2 separate regions of the Mus musculus genome follow, and region 2 is linked to region 1. A link is a contact called in public ChIA-PET data. All regions are on one chromosome and are shown on one strand. Each heading gives the region's core, a stretch centred on a gene start, on an enhancer-like site or on the middle of the called end of the contact. The rest is flanking DNA. Distances are from core to core; before and after follow the strand shown.

Region 1 (6,195 bases), core at 3,663-6,162:
CAGCTACTTGGGAGACTAAAACTGGAAACTATCAAGTTCACAAATCCAAGGAAGTCCCTCTTTGGCTACAGTAAGTTCAAAGCCAGTCTGGCCAACTTACGATCCTGCTTACTAAAACAGGTAAAAGATGGCTGACATTGTTCAGTGTGTTAGCACTTGCCTCGCATGAACAAGGCTATATAGATCCAATCCCCAGTTCCATGAGAGAAAGAAAGAAAGAAAGTAAAAAGAAAATGAAGGAGGGCAGGCAGGAAAGAAATGGTAACAAGTAAAGCCCCCTGAGAGCTGCCTACTCGTCCTGCAGGTGAGGCACAGTGAGAAGATGGCTTCTTGGAATGAGCAAGGGTGTAGCCTGCAAAGGTGAGGGTCTACCTGTGTCTCTGCCTTGCCTTCTCAGCCCCCAGGACAAGGAGAAATAAATTGTTATTATGTTTTATGACATTTTGTTGTTGTTATAGGAGCCTAAACAGACTAGCTCAAGGATTTTTATTTCATTTCCATTTTTATCAAAAATACTGGTCTTTGTGAACACAGTTAGGATGCCTGTGAATCCAAACAGCATTCCTGAGCCTGTCCTAGTCAGTACAAAAGGTTTGTTTCCTGTTCCCTTTCCGGTTCTCAGTTCTCCATCTCTGTTTCCAGGACTTTAGGCTATTCATTCTTAATGACACTCTTTAATCCTTTAAAGTAATTCATCTGGCCCTCTCCTCCAAGTCTCTCAGTCTCCCTCTCCCTCTCCCTCTCCCTCTCCCTCTCCCTCTCCCTCTCCCTCTCCCTCTCCCTCTCCCTCTCCCTCTCCCTCTCCCTCTCCCTCTCCCTCTCCCTCTCCCTCTCCCTCTCCCTCTCCCTCTCCCTCTCCCTCTCCCTCTCCCTCTCCCTCTCCCTCTCCCTCTCCCTCTCCCTCTCCCCCTCTGTCTCTCAACAGCTGTCATCACTTCCCCATTTCAATCTGGGACATCCTCCTCCTTCCAGCTCTGTTCCTGGGTGGAGACAACTTCACAGTTTACACTGTAATGCTGGGGGAGTCAGGCTGGGATTCCTTACCTGTCTTTCGGCACCTCTTCATTGTGCCTAAGGTAATTTGAAATGGAGAGATTCCTTGCCTCCCACCTCCATGTCATTGGAGGATCTTCTTAGTCAACAAATGTTCATCTACTCGATCATGGCAAGGTACTGCGATGGCCCAAATGGACTGTGACCTTGGCACACTGGGATCCTTGGTGTGGAATGGAAAAACCAAAACAGGAGATGGGACAGTGAAGGGTATTTGTTTTCTTTGTAATTCTATAATAGAACTGGGTTTCCAGGAATCTCATACAAGTCACCGGTGAACTCCCATTCTCAACACTCACTTTCTTGCTTTAATTGTTTTTCAGTTTTAGTTTTAGAAACCATTCACAGCAGATAAACTGCTGACCCAGAAGGCAGGTTACTCTATCACAAAAGTCAGCTTCAAATTATTGGTAAGCAACTGGCGGAGGCTGAGAAGAGAGGAGAGATGGTAAGACAGGGATGATCGATTGAAGGGGTCTGGGGATTAGACATGCATAACAGAGTGAAAATGGTCAGCCTGAGAGATCCATCACAGGCCACACGTGTTCAAATCCAGCAATAGCACATCTGAAAGCTGTCCCCATCAGGATGGGTAAAGGTGAGGCCCTTCAGCCCCCAGTCTCCTGGTTGAGCACTGAAAAGGAAGCAGAGAGGATGGAGCTGAAATGGCAAAACCAAATCAAGCAGAGACATTGTGAACTTCACCTGTATCTCTCACTGGAGATTTATGATGATCCAGACTCTACAGGGCCTGGAGCTTTAACATCCTTGAATGAGCCTTAGATCTGCCAAATCCTGTTATGTTAGGGTCTTGGTACTTCAGACCACCATAAACTCAGGCCCTGGAACCTCCTGCTCTAACAGAGCCTTAGCCATGGTGCCCTGGCCTTTTTTTCCATTGCCATATCTGCCCTCACATCTGAGAATCAAGGATCATACAGTAAGGAGCCATGGCAACGGCAGCATTGTGTAAAATGACCCATGGTGGCACACATGCAAATGAAGTGTGATGTTCGACATCCTCTCCTCCTTCAGTCTTCTCTGTCCTGCTTTCTCAGCCTCTCTTCGATACCAGTGGGTTTGCTTGCCTCTCTGGTTCTTTGTATTCTTGCATATCTAATGTGTCCATAGTTCTGACTTCCCAGATCTAGGAATCTAAAGAAGAAATTATTGATACCTGCATTGGATGCATCTGCTGCTGCTCTGGGATCTCTCAAATATCCTTATCCTTGGGAAATGCTGAAGTGGCAAGGTTTCTATCACTCAAGGTTGAGACTGAACACATGTCCGGTGATTGTACCTTGTAGAGAGCAGTCAGCTCTCAACGGATCCTGGAGTGGCATTCATAAGAAGGAAGGTAGACTGATCTTAATAGGGAGCGCGTCACAGCCACATGAGGACCTGACTGGGGAGCTGAGCATGGTGATTTTAGGGATGAAGCTGTTGGTGGAAATATTCTCCTCTTCTTTATGAGCCTGCTGCCTCTGCACTGGTTTCACTGCCCCACCGCTCATCTGCTCATCACAAATGGGCAAGGCCTTGGCTTTCGTGGGCACCCAGCCCTGGCAGGAGTGTGTAACCACTCTGCACATCCTGGCCTCTGAAAGGAAGCCAGGGGGCAGATACCAGGCTGATGCCTGCATGCCTAGAGGGGGAACAGTACCCACCACCCTCCCCTCCATACCAACCAGAGCCTAACTAAAACCAACTTGAGCACTAAAAATAGGACAGGGAGAGGAGTAGACGGAGGCAGAAATGAAATCCATTTGTGACCGAAGGGACTGCAGAGTCTTTTTTCCCTAGGTTGGCACAGTGGTTGGTTGTGCAACCTATGGTTCTCAGCACACTGCTGCTTATCTGGGCTGGCAGTTAAACCGACGGCAGAGCTGGTCTCCCCACAATGGAGCTGAAATTAGCCCAGGCTCAGGGCCAGGCCCAACTTGGTATAGGATGTTTGCAGGTTATGTACTTAAATGGAATGAGTTCCTACAGCAGTTTTCTGTAGGAGGCCCTTCCATGTCCAAGTTAAACTCTCAAGATACCACTGAGAGGCCATGAACACACACAACACTCACATGCACACCGAAACACACAACACATGAACACAAACACACAACACATGCACACAAACACATAACACATGCAGGCATCTACATACACACATGCATGTGCACACACACTCAAGCATGCCCCTTACAGTTCTGCTTTGTCCTCTGCTTTTCAATGGGAATGGAAAGCCAAGTTAATAAGTTAAGCAGTTAGGGGCCATATCACACCCTTGAAAGATAAGGAAACCCAGCACTGGTGAAAATCAATATTTATTGTGGTCAGTGTGCATAGAGACAGGCCCTGTATGTTCACCAGCCTGGACTGCCTGTTGGACAAGGGGTCATGGCTGTATATTTGGAGACCATTTGGCCATCTAGGTCATCCCTGGTCTTGTGGATTCCAACATCCCAAGCTTGATTGAGGCTACAGTTCTTCCAAACTATTGATTGGTTTTCTTCCCGGAACATTCAGAAGATGGCAGTGCTTGCTCGAATGCATTTAACAATTGCAAAGGGGCTGAACAACTGCTCAGTGGTAGAGCTTTTGCCTAACATGGACAAGGCCATGAGTTTCATTCCTAGCACCCGCCTCCTTCAAATCATAGGATTAAGAATTCTTCAAAGGTCTATTTTTCATGATGACTTCTTTGACAACTTTTTAATTGACTTATTTATTTAAAAATTGTAAATTGTCTGTGTGTGTGTGTGTGTGTGTGTGTGTGTGTGTGTGTGAGAGAGAGAGAGAGAGAAAGAGAGAGAGAGAGAGAGAGAGAGTATAAAGGTATTTGTAGATGTATGCAGATGTCTACTGAGGCTAGAAGAGGGTGTCTGGTCTCATGTCTGTGGACTTGAGCTGGCTGTGAGGCCACCTGACATGGGTACTGGGAAGCTAACCTGAATCCTCTGGAAAAGCCACTGAGCCACCTCTTTAGCCCAGAATGACCTCCTGAGTGTTGCATCTTGTCATCTCCTGCCTCTCCTCTTCTGCTTTCTGTCTCCCCATCCTCCTCTTTTTCTTCCACTTCAAGTGTTAAATTCCTTCAAATTATTTATTCTGATTTCTATTTTGATTTTTAAAGGTACACTTTTGATAGATGGCTCATTTTACCTTTGAACTCATGATCCTCCCGTCCTCACCTCCTCATTGCCAGGACGTCCAGGTGTGTGCCACCCTACCCGGCCTTAAAATGTTTATTTGTATTGGTGTCCTTGATCACCTAACACCTTAAGCATGACTTCTGTGCTGTTTGCTAAACTAGTAACTGCCCTTCTGCTGGCTTTTAATAGACAGTGTCCAGCTATGAGATGCATCGTTTGGTCACCTAACTCCTCAGTTCAATGATAACTCACAGACCTGGGCCAAACTGATTGTCTTTGAGTGAACTTGACTGAGGTTCCAGCTTAGCTTCTGCCTCTATCAGTCTGGCCCCTGAACTAACTCCCCCCACCCCCATCTGTAAAGTGAAGAGATGCTCTCTTTGTGTCCTTACCAACTATGGGAGGCTACATTCTTGGCTTCAGGCCTTGAACCAGATGAGTGTAGCTCCTTCGTGAGTGCACCACTGACCTTCCTGCCTCAGGCTTAACTTTCCTTTAGGGGAAAGCTATGGTTAAGTTGGTGACCGCAGGCTGAGTGTCAGCCTCATCTGCAGATGGGGGACTTGGGGAGGGAAAGCTTACCTGATGGGTGACCACTAGATGATTTTCACTTCTGCGAAACAGATCTCTGCTGTTTCTTGGCCCAGAAGCCTGCCACATCTTAGAGTCACCGGTGTCATGAGCCGGTTGTGGAAAGTGGAAATGGGCAGGATGTGGTTTGAACTGACAAAACTGGAGCAAATCACTCATCTCTGGGGTTGGCATGGATACTGAGGGTGGGGGAGGCTGTGCAGGGATACTGACGGGGGGGGGAGGGGAGGTCTGTGCAGGGATACGGAGGGGGTGGCTATGCAGGAATACCAAGAGGTGAGAGAGGCTGTGCTTACTGTACAGCCAGCCAGCATTATAAGTCTAGGGCAGCCCAGCCACTCTGAACATACTGGGCTTGGAAGCTGGGCAGCGTTGAGCCTAACTAGTACTTAGATGGAAGGAAGTAACAAAGTAGGCTTCAGAGTCATAAGATTCTCAATATGTGACCTAAATCCCTGGCATGCTTCTTCTGTACTACCAACAGAACCCTAAACTCAGAAAGAACGTGGCCCTTGACAGCCAGGATCCATGTTGCCTTCATAATACTTCCCATAGCCTTGACTTGGACCTGTGTGTGTCCCAGGGTCATTTGAGGACCTTACCATATGTCTCCACAGTATGGCCTCTGGTTGGACTGTGGAGACAATCAACAAATAACAGGTAAATGAATAGTTAGTTCTAAGCAATGTAAACACCCCAAAAGTCTACTAGTGTGCATGTTGGTTTTTGTCAATCCGACATTAATCTAGACATCATTAGAAAGAAGGAACCGTGGGTGAGAAGATGCTTTCATCACCTTGGCCTGGAGGCAAGCCTGTGAGCCATTTTCCTAATTAATGATTGATGTGGGAGAGCCCAGCCTCGTAGGGGCAGTGTCACCCCTGTGCAGGTGGGTGTGAAACATAAGAGAGAGTGAGCCGAGCAAGCCATGGGAAACAAGCCAGTAAGCAATGTTCCTTCATGGCCTCTGCTTCGGTTCCTGATTCTAGGTTCTTACCTTGAGCTCCTGTGCCGAGTTCTCTTCATGATGGACCATCAGCCGGTTTCCTCCGAAAACTGCTTTTATTTGTGGTGTTTATCCCAGCAATAGAAACATAATTAAGAGAAGTAGGTTTAACAAAAATTCAAGTACTGAATTATCTGGGCTACCATGGGGTTTCAGGGGGATGGGAAGGTTCTGTCCTGCCTTCTTAAGCCTATTGGATGAAGAGCTTTCTGCCTGCCTTTCCTGGAGGGAGGAAGGCTGCTGTGACTTCAGGGCTTACATAACTAACTGCTGACTGACAGTGGTCCTCACTTCTGAGACCCACAGAAATGCCTGGGTGCATCATTTTACATCCCAGCCCCATTGTTGCTCTACCAGGATTGTCTTTGTTGTGCTTGTCATTGTCTGATGTCTTTGTTG
Region 2 (6,185 bases), core at 816-3,315, 87 kb after region 1:
TCCTAGGCAAATGGATGGACCTGGAGGGCATCATCCTGAGTGAGGTAACCCAATCACAAAAAAACTCACATGGTATGTACTCACTGATAAGTGGATATTAAGCCCAGAAACTTAGAATATCTAAAAGATACGATTTGTGAAACACATGAAACAAACTCAAGAAGAACAAAGACCAAAGTGTGGATACTTTGCCCCTTCTTAGAATTGGGAACAAAACACCCATGGAAGGAATTACAGAGACAAAGTTTGGAGCTGAGATGAAAGGATGGACCATCTAAAGACTGCCATACCCAGTGATCCATCCCATAATCAGCCTCCAAACGCTGACACCATTGCATACACTAGCAAGATTTTGCTGAAAGGACCCTGATATAGGTGTCTGTTGTGAGACTATGCCAGGGCCTAGCAAACACAGAAGTGGATGCTCACAGACAGCTATTGGATGGATCACAGGGCCCCAATGGAGGAGCTAGAGAAAGTACCCAAGGAGCTGAAGTGATCTGCAACCCTATAGGTGGAACAACAATATGAACTAACCAGTACCCCCCCCCCCCCCAGAGCTCGTGTCTCTAGCTGCATATGTGTCAGAAGTTGTCCTACTCCGCCATCAGTGGAAAGAAAGGCCCATTGGACTTGCAAACTTTATCTGCCTCAGTACAGAGGAACGCCAGGGCCAAGAAGTGGGAGTGGGTGGGTGGGGGAGGGTGTGGGGGACTTTTGGGATAGCATTGGAAATGTAATGAATACCTAATAAAAAAAAATAAAGTTCTAAGAATGCCATGAAATCCTCGACCCCTTGGAAGTAAAGTGATTTTACCTCAAACCTTAGTTCAGTATTTTATCTCCAAGAAACTCAATTAGACAGACAGACAGATAGACAGACAGACAGACACAGAGAGAGAGAGAGAAACGGAGAGACGGAGAGGGGGTAGAGGTATGGGGAGTAGAGAAGGGAGAAGAGTGTGTTGTGTCAGGCTGGCTACATGGATGGATGGTGATGCTAAGTCATGACACATGGGTGGGATAGCTCTGGCTGGCTGGTGGATGTGATGTAATGATTGTCGAGTAATAAAGGAATGGGTTACATGGAACAGATAGATAAAGCTAAAATAGATATTTAATAAGATTGGTAAGCCTGTCTAGGGACAGAGTGGTTCCTGACATAATTCTTTTTCCTAAGGTAGAGAGGCTTGTCTGTCATAGCAGCTATGGTGGCTTCATTAACAACCACTGAGATAGAGGCATGCTTTCCCAGAGGTTTGCCTCAGAGTGAGAGGAAGCTAAAGTGAGAAGAAGCAAGGGTCAGGACATTTTTTTTTTTCCAAATAATGAATGTCCAAGCTTTGTTAGGGACCTAACAAAGGACTGCACACTGGAAGTAAAATTGTAGACCATAAAAATGAACAAAAGAAAAAGCAAATTGGCTCATTATCAGTGGGATGGGACAGGTCACCCGCTGTGGCTACAACCCAGGCTAAATTAGAGCATGTGGGGCTATCCACCCCACATTTTCCCCGTCATTCTTGAAAGCTTTTTATTCCAACTTATTTTAGGAGTGGCAAAGGTGTGCTTCTAATTCTGTCCCTTTCTGTCTCTTTTTATAGTGCTCAAATCTTGGCAAATATCAGTATGAGAAAGGTGCGCTCCCCTCCTCTGTATTTCTCAGCAACAAGTTTAAGGGCTTGTACTTCCTGCTTCCACAGCCTTCTCACCTGCTGGGTCTAGCAACAGCTGTAACTTCATAGTTTGCAGGATGTGTGGCTCCTCGCTGGACTGCCTGCCGGGCCATCGGCACTGCCAGATGGCATGCCTTGATGTTTATAGATATCACCTTCATAACAGTGAGATTCTCTACCATGGCCCCTTGTAATATTTGTCACAGAGCTGGGGCCAGGGACTCAGTAAGAAAATGCTCACAGGCAACATAAAATCACCCACTCTCTATGAGTGAGACAGTCATCAGTTTGAAGGGGGTGTTTATCTGTGAAGGGACATCTCCTGAGAGGAGAACTGAAGGGCTACAGCAGACACTGCCAGAGCCTGCCCACATACCCACCCTCCCCGTTTAGTGTTGGCCGGCTTCACTGCCAACAGCTGGTGCCTTGTTTCTCGTTCTGAGAACCTTTTGTTACTCTGCGGCTCCTTTGCCACCTGTACATCTGGTCAAAGTGCCAGGAAATGGAAGTCCGGGGAGCGGCCTCCACCCATGATTGACAGGCATTGATACCTCAGCTCCCAGTTCCTCGGAGACAGGCATAGCATGCTTCAGTTTCTGGCACGTTGGCTGACTTCTCTCCCCAGCATTACATCCCCATAGTCTTATAGCATATTCTGGGTTCATCTCTGGAAACTAATTCAGAGGGGGTGGAGAATCCCAAAGATAGTTGTTTGCCTCCAACTGGGGGACATGGTTGGGAAGGTGGGTGGGGCTCTGGGGAAATGGATGAACTCTCCTGGAGCTTGTTCTTTCTACAGAGTTGGGGGACCCTCTGGAGAGTGAGAAACAGGGACGTCGGCCAGTCGGGATCAGGGTGGAGATTAGTGGGATGACTAGACATCCAGCAGCATCCTCTCACCACTTTCCTCCTATGAGGCAGGAGTTGGGGGTAAAAAGTACTGCAGGCAGCAGAGGGTACACGTATCCCACTCAGACCTTTACATTCTGCCTGCTTTTGTTTTCTTCCAAGTATTTGGGTGGAGGGGTTGGAAGACCTGATTAAACTCTTAATTTTTGTTTGATTGAAGACCGTGTCCCACTGTTGGAGGAAAATACCTATTTTGGGGATCTTTTTCCCCTCTGAATGAGAGAGATTTCAGAGTGATTCCAGAGATGAAGCCAGGAGACACGAAGACTCTGGGGAAATAATGTCAGGGAATGCAGTCAGCCAGTGTGCCAGAAGCTGGTGAGCTCACGCTGCCTGTGCCTCAGGAACTGGAAGATGAAGTATATCGATACCGAGTCCTGTCAGTCATGGGTAGAGGCTGCTCCCAGAAGTTCCTTTTCCTGAAGAGTTTTTTTTAATTTCTCCTGTGAGGCAGGGTTTCTCTCTGTAGACTTGGCTATCCTGGAACTCTCTATGTAGACCAGGCTGGTCTTGAACGTATTTTACTTTTGAATGACTTGTGTGTTGGGCTTAGGATGAAGGTGGGCGCAGTGTGCACACACCCACACCGGAAGTCATCAGAGAATTCTCTGAGGGAGTCAGTTCTCTCCATCATGAGGGCCCTAGGGACTTAACTCCGGTTGTTGGCTTGGTGACAGGCACCTGTACATGTGGAGCCATCTCACCAGCCCCTTGCTGGGTTTTGAAGCCTACACTGGGGTTACATTGTTGGTTTGTGCTTTGCTTCTGAGAACTTCTGTCAGACTGAGAACACAGCCATTCTCTCTGTGCATGAATCCCCTCATCCCTCTCTCTAATCCACATATCCACCCAGGAGATGCAGGTTTACGTTTTTGTGTCTGGGTATGACATTGTTTCTCTTTCAAGAGTCCCTACTGCTTGGAGCTGAGGAATTATCCTAAAAATACCTTATTTATTATATTTCTGAGGCTTGACACTATCTCTTTCCACTCTCTTGAATTCCTATCAGGAGTATAATGATCTTTCTATCGTTCATGTGTAACAAATCCCCACTTGGTTCTATCTTCCAGCCTTCAAACTCAGCTGTATCTATCTAAACAGTGGCTTAGCCAACCCCCAGCCCTGAAGCAGTTCAAATAGCCCCGTTTTTTGTTTTTGTTTTTTTGTTTTGTTTTGTTTTTGTTGTTTCCAGACATTCTATTTTGGTTTTCTTCAAATACAAGTCACATTTACCCTCACTGGTTCCATCTTTTATTGGTTTTAACAGCTATGGCCTCTTGCCTGAGTGTTTTTCTCTCCGAAGATGACTCGTGGGTGTGAATATGGACTTACCCTCAGCATGGGACACACCCTTTTATGTTTGCTAGTGTTGTTCTAAGCTGGGTTCAACAGGAATGCTCCTGTTTTGTTCTGTCTTGTTTTCTGTAGGAACACAGGACACAGTGGATCACAGAAGTGCATAATCATTGTAGTTGTGTTATTGCCGGATGCCCGGACATAGTCAAGGTAACTGAAGCCTCCGTGTCAGCTCCTCTAGTCCTTCTGTGGTGGAGACTCCTCTCCCTCTGCCTGGCCTCCTCTGCCTGGCCTCCCCTCACAACTGTCACAGATCCCACTGTCCTGAAGCTTCAGAGTCTTATTTCTTTGACAGATCTTTGAAGCCCGTAGGATGCCACAGGTGGAGCTCAGCGTTCATAAATATTTTTTGGAAAAATGAACCAGGAGAAACCTGTTCTGTAACATTTTTTGTTGTTGTTGTTGACTGTCATCTTTCATCTTTATCCCATAGGGCTTGGGAAGTGTGGACTCTGTTAGCCAAAAGTTACTTCAATCCAATGCACAGGATGAACACATCAAATACTTCTCTGATAAGATGCTAAAAGGCCGCACCAGCTGGGACCTGCCGGCTGCTTTTTCCACTGTACCTGGCAGCTAGGTGGTTATGACATTATCATCTCTCTCCACTGTGTGAGCCAGGAATGATCCAATGGAAAAGATCATATAGCAACAATTTCAAATGTTTCTGAAGCCACAACAAGGCTGAGCTGGAAGCCAGTTTTCTTGGGTACACGAAGGTTTAGAATCTTCTAAAGTCATATGACAGCAAACAAGGGCAGAGCACTGTCAAGTTCGAATGCCTCCTGTCTGCTTGCTCTCCTGTCTCAGCCACACATTTTCTGAGGGCCGTGACCATCACATACCTGCATTTACACACTCTAGTGGCCAAGCTGGAAATGCACAATAATAGGTTTGAATTGCATTTTGATTCACTGACTTTCAAGTTAAAAACAAAGTCACATCCAGATGTGAGGGTGCACATCTGAAATCCCAGTACATGGGGAGTGGGGGCAAGAGCATCAGGAGTTGGTCATTTCCAGTCACATAGCCAGCCTGAGCTGCATGGGACCTCGTCTCACAAAACACAGCAAAAGTAGAGCCACACCTGATAATCAATGAGCTTTATTGGTGTAAATATAGGATAGCTTAAAATATTATATTTTTGCTTTTATTTTGGCAAAGCCACTTTGGGTTTTTCTTTTCTCTTTACGGAATAAACTGCTTTGCTGTGTGTTTTCACGGTTTGAAACAGCTATCGTACTCTGACCCCTAGTGGCTTTGTGATGAATTGTAAGCGCCTGTTCCAGGACTCAAAGACAACTTTCCTCATTTCTTGCTTTTATTGTTGCTCACAACCAAACACTTTCTTAAATCTGTACAACCTGTGAGGAAATGGAATGAATTCTGAGCATTATTATCCGTGCCCTCTGCTTCAATTTCTGTGTCCAGGTTCCTGCCCAGAGTTCCTACCCTGATTTCCCTCTGTGATGGAGTGGGATCTGAGGGTTGTAAGCTGAAATAAACCCTTTTCTCCCCAGGTTGCCTTTGGTCTTGCTATTTTACCACAGCTACAGAAACCATAACACAGCTGGGGACCTAGCTCATTTGGCAGAGTCCAGGCCTTGCTCATAGGAAGCCCTGTGTTCTGTCCCCAGCATGCAGAAACCTGGTGTGGGTGCGCCCAGCCCTCAGGAAGTGAGAGCAGAAAGACCTGGAGTTAGAGGTCACTCTGGGCTTCATGAAACCTTGCATCAAAAAGAGAACAACGTATAGACAGACAGACAGACAGACACACACACACACACATACACAAAGCGGGGACAGAAGAAAACAAAAGCCTAAACTTAGGTCCACAAAAGCATAAACTTAGGCAGAGAGAATGGCAAATGAGACCTAATTGAAATTAAGATATTTTGCACATCAAAAGATCATATTAGTAAGGTGAAAGAGCAAGGCAGCTGAGTGTGAGAAAATATATATGATATATTCAGCCACCTGTGCAAGAACTATCCTAAGGACAGCAACTCACTAGAAAAATGGTAAAAGAATAGCAACTTCACATAAGCATGCACCCAAACTACGAGTAAACACCACGAAAGGTGTTCAATTCCAAAAGAAAACTACAATAAGAAATGATAATAAGAACCGAGCATGGTGGTTCATGCCTTTAATCCCAGCACCTGGGAGGCAGAGGCAGGCAGATTTCTGAGTTCAGGGCCAGCCTGGTCTACAAAGTGAGTTCCAGGACAGCCAGGGCTACAC

What was found. ChIA-PET counts read pairs in DNA pulled down with a chosen protein or histone mark.
Region 2: a contact with region 1 is called in an RNA polymerase II ChIA-PET map of memory CD8 T cells, with 3 times the contacts expected there. The contact joins two enhancer-like sites. A contact is called at or near these places in 4 of 15 datasets of contacts at CTCF or cohesin (the NIH/3T3 cell line, embryonic stem cells, large pre-B cells and 1 more), 84 of 484 Hi-C or Micro-C datasets (the 3T3-L1 cell line, the 63-12 cell line, the AML12 cell line and 55 more), 6 of 115 datasets of contacts at active chromatin or transcription factors (CD8 T cells, DN3 thymocytes, T-cell acute lymphoblastic leukemia and 3 more) and 1 of 9 other capture datasets (bone marrow-derived macrophages).

What each region holds. Positions count from the first base shown.
Region 1 is chr1:106,514,473-106,520,667 of GRCm38.p6, reverse strand. No RefSeq gene overlaps it. Among named protein-coding and RNA genes, the nearest start is that of Gm41928, 6.1 kb to the left of the region's middle. Within about 2 kb of position 4,912, at least 85 of the 459 cell types and tissues checked have an H3K27ac peak or open chromatin away from gene starts, as enhancers often do. A contact at or near this core is called in CD8 T cells, T-cell acute lymphoblastic leukemia, Th2 cells and 2 more, where this site is marked.
Region 2 is chr1:106,424,346-106,430,530 of GRCm38.p6, reverse strand. No RefSeq gene overlaps it. Among named protein-coding and RNA genes, the nearest start is that of Gm41928, 96 kb to the left of the region's middle. Within about 2 kb of position 2,065, at least 33 of the 459 cell types and tissues checked have an H3K27ac peak or open chromatin away from gene starts, as enhancers often do. A contact at or near this core is called in CD8 T cells, T-cell acute lymphoblastic leukemia, Th2 cells and 2 more, where this site is marked.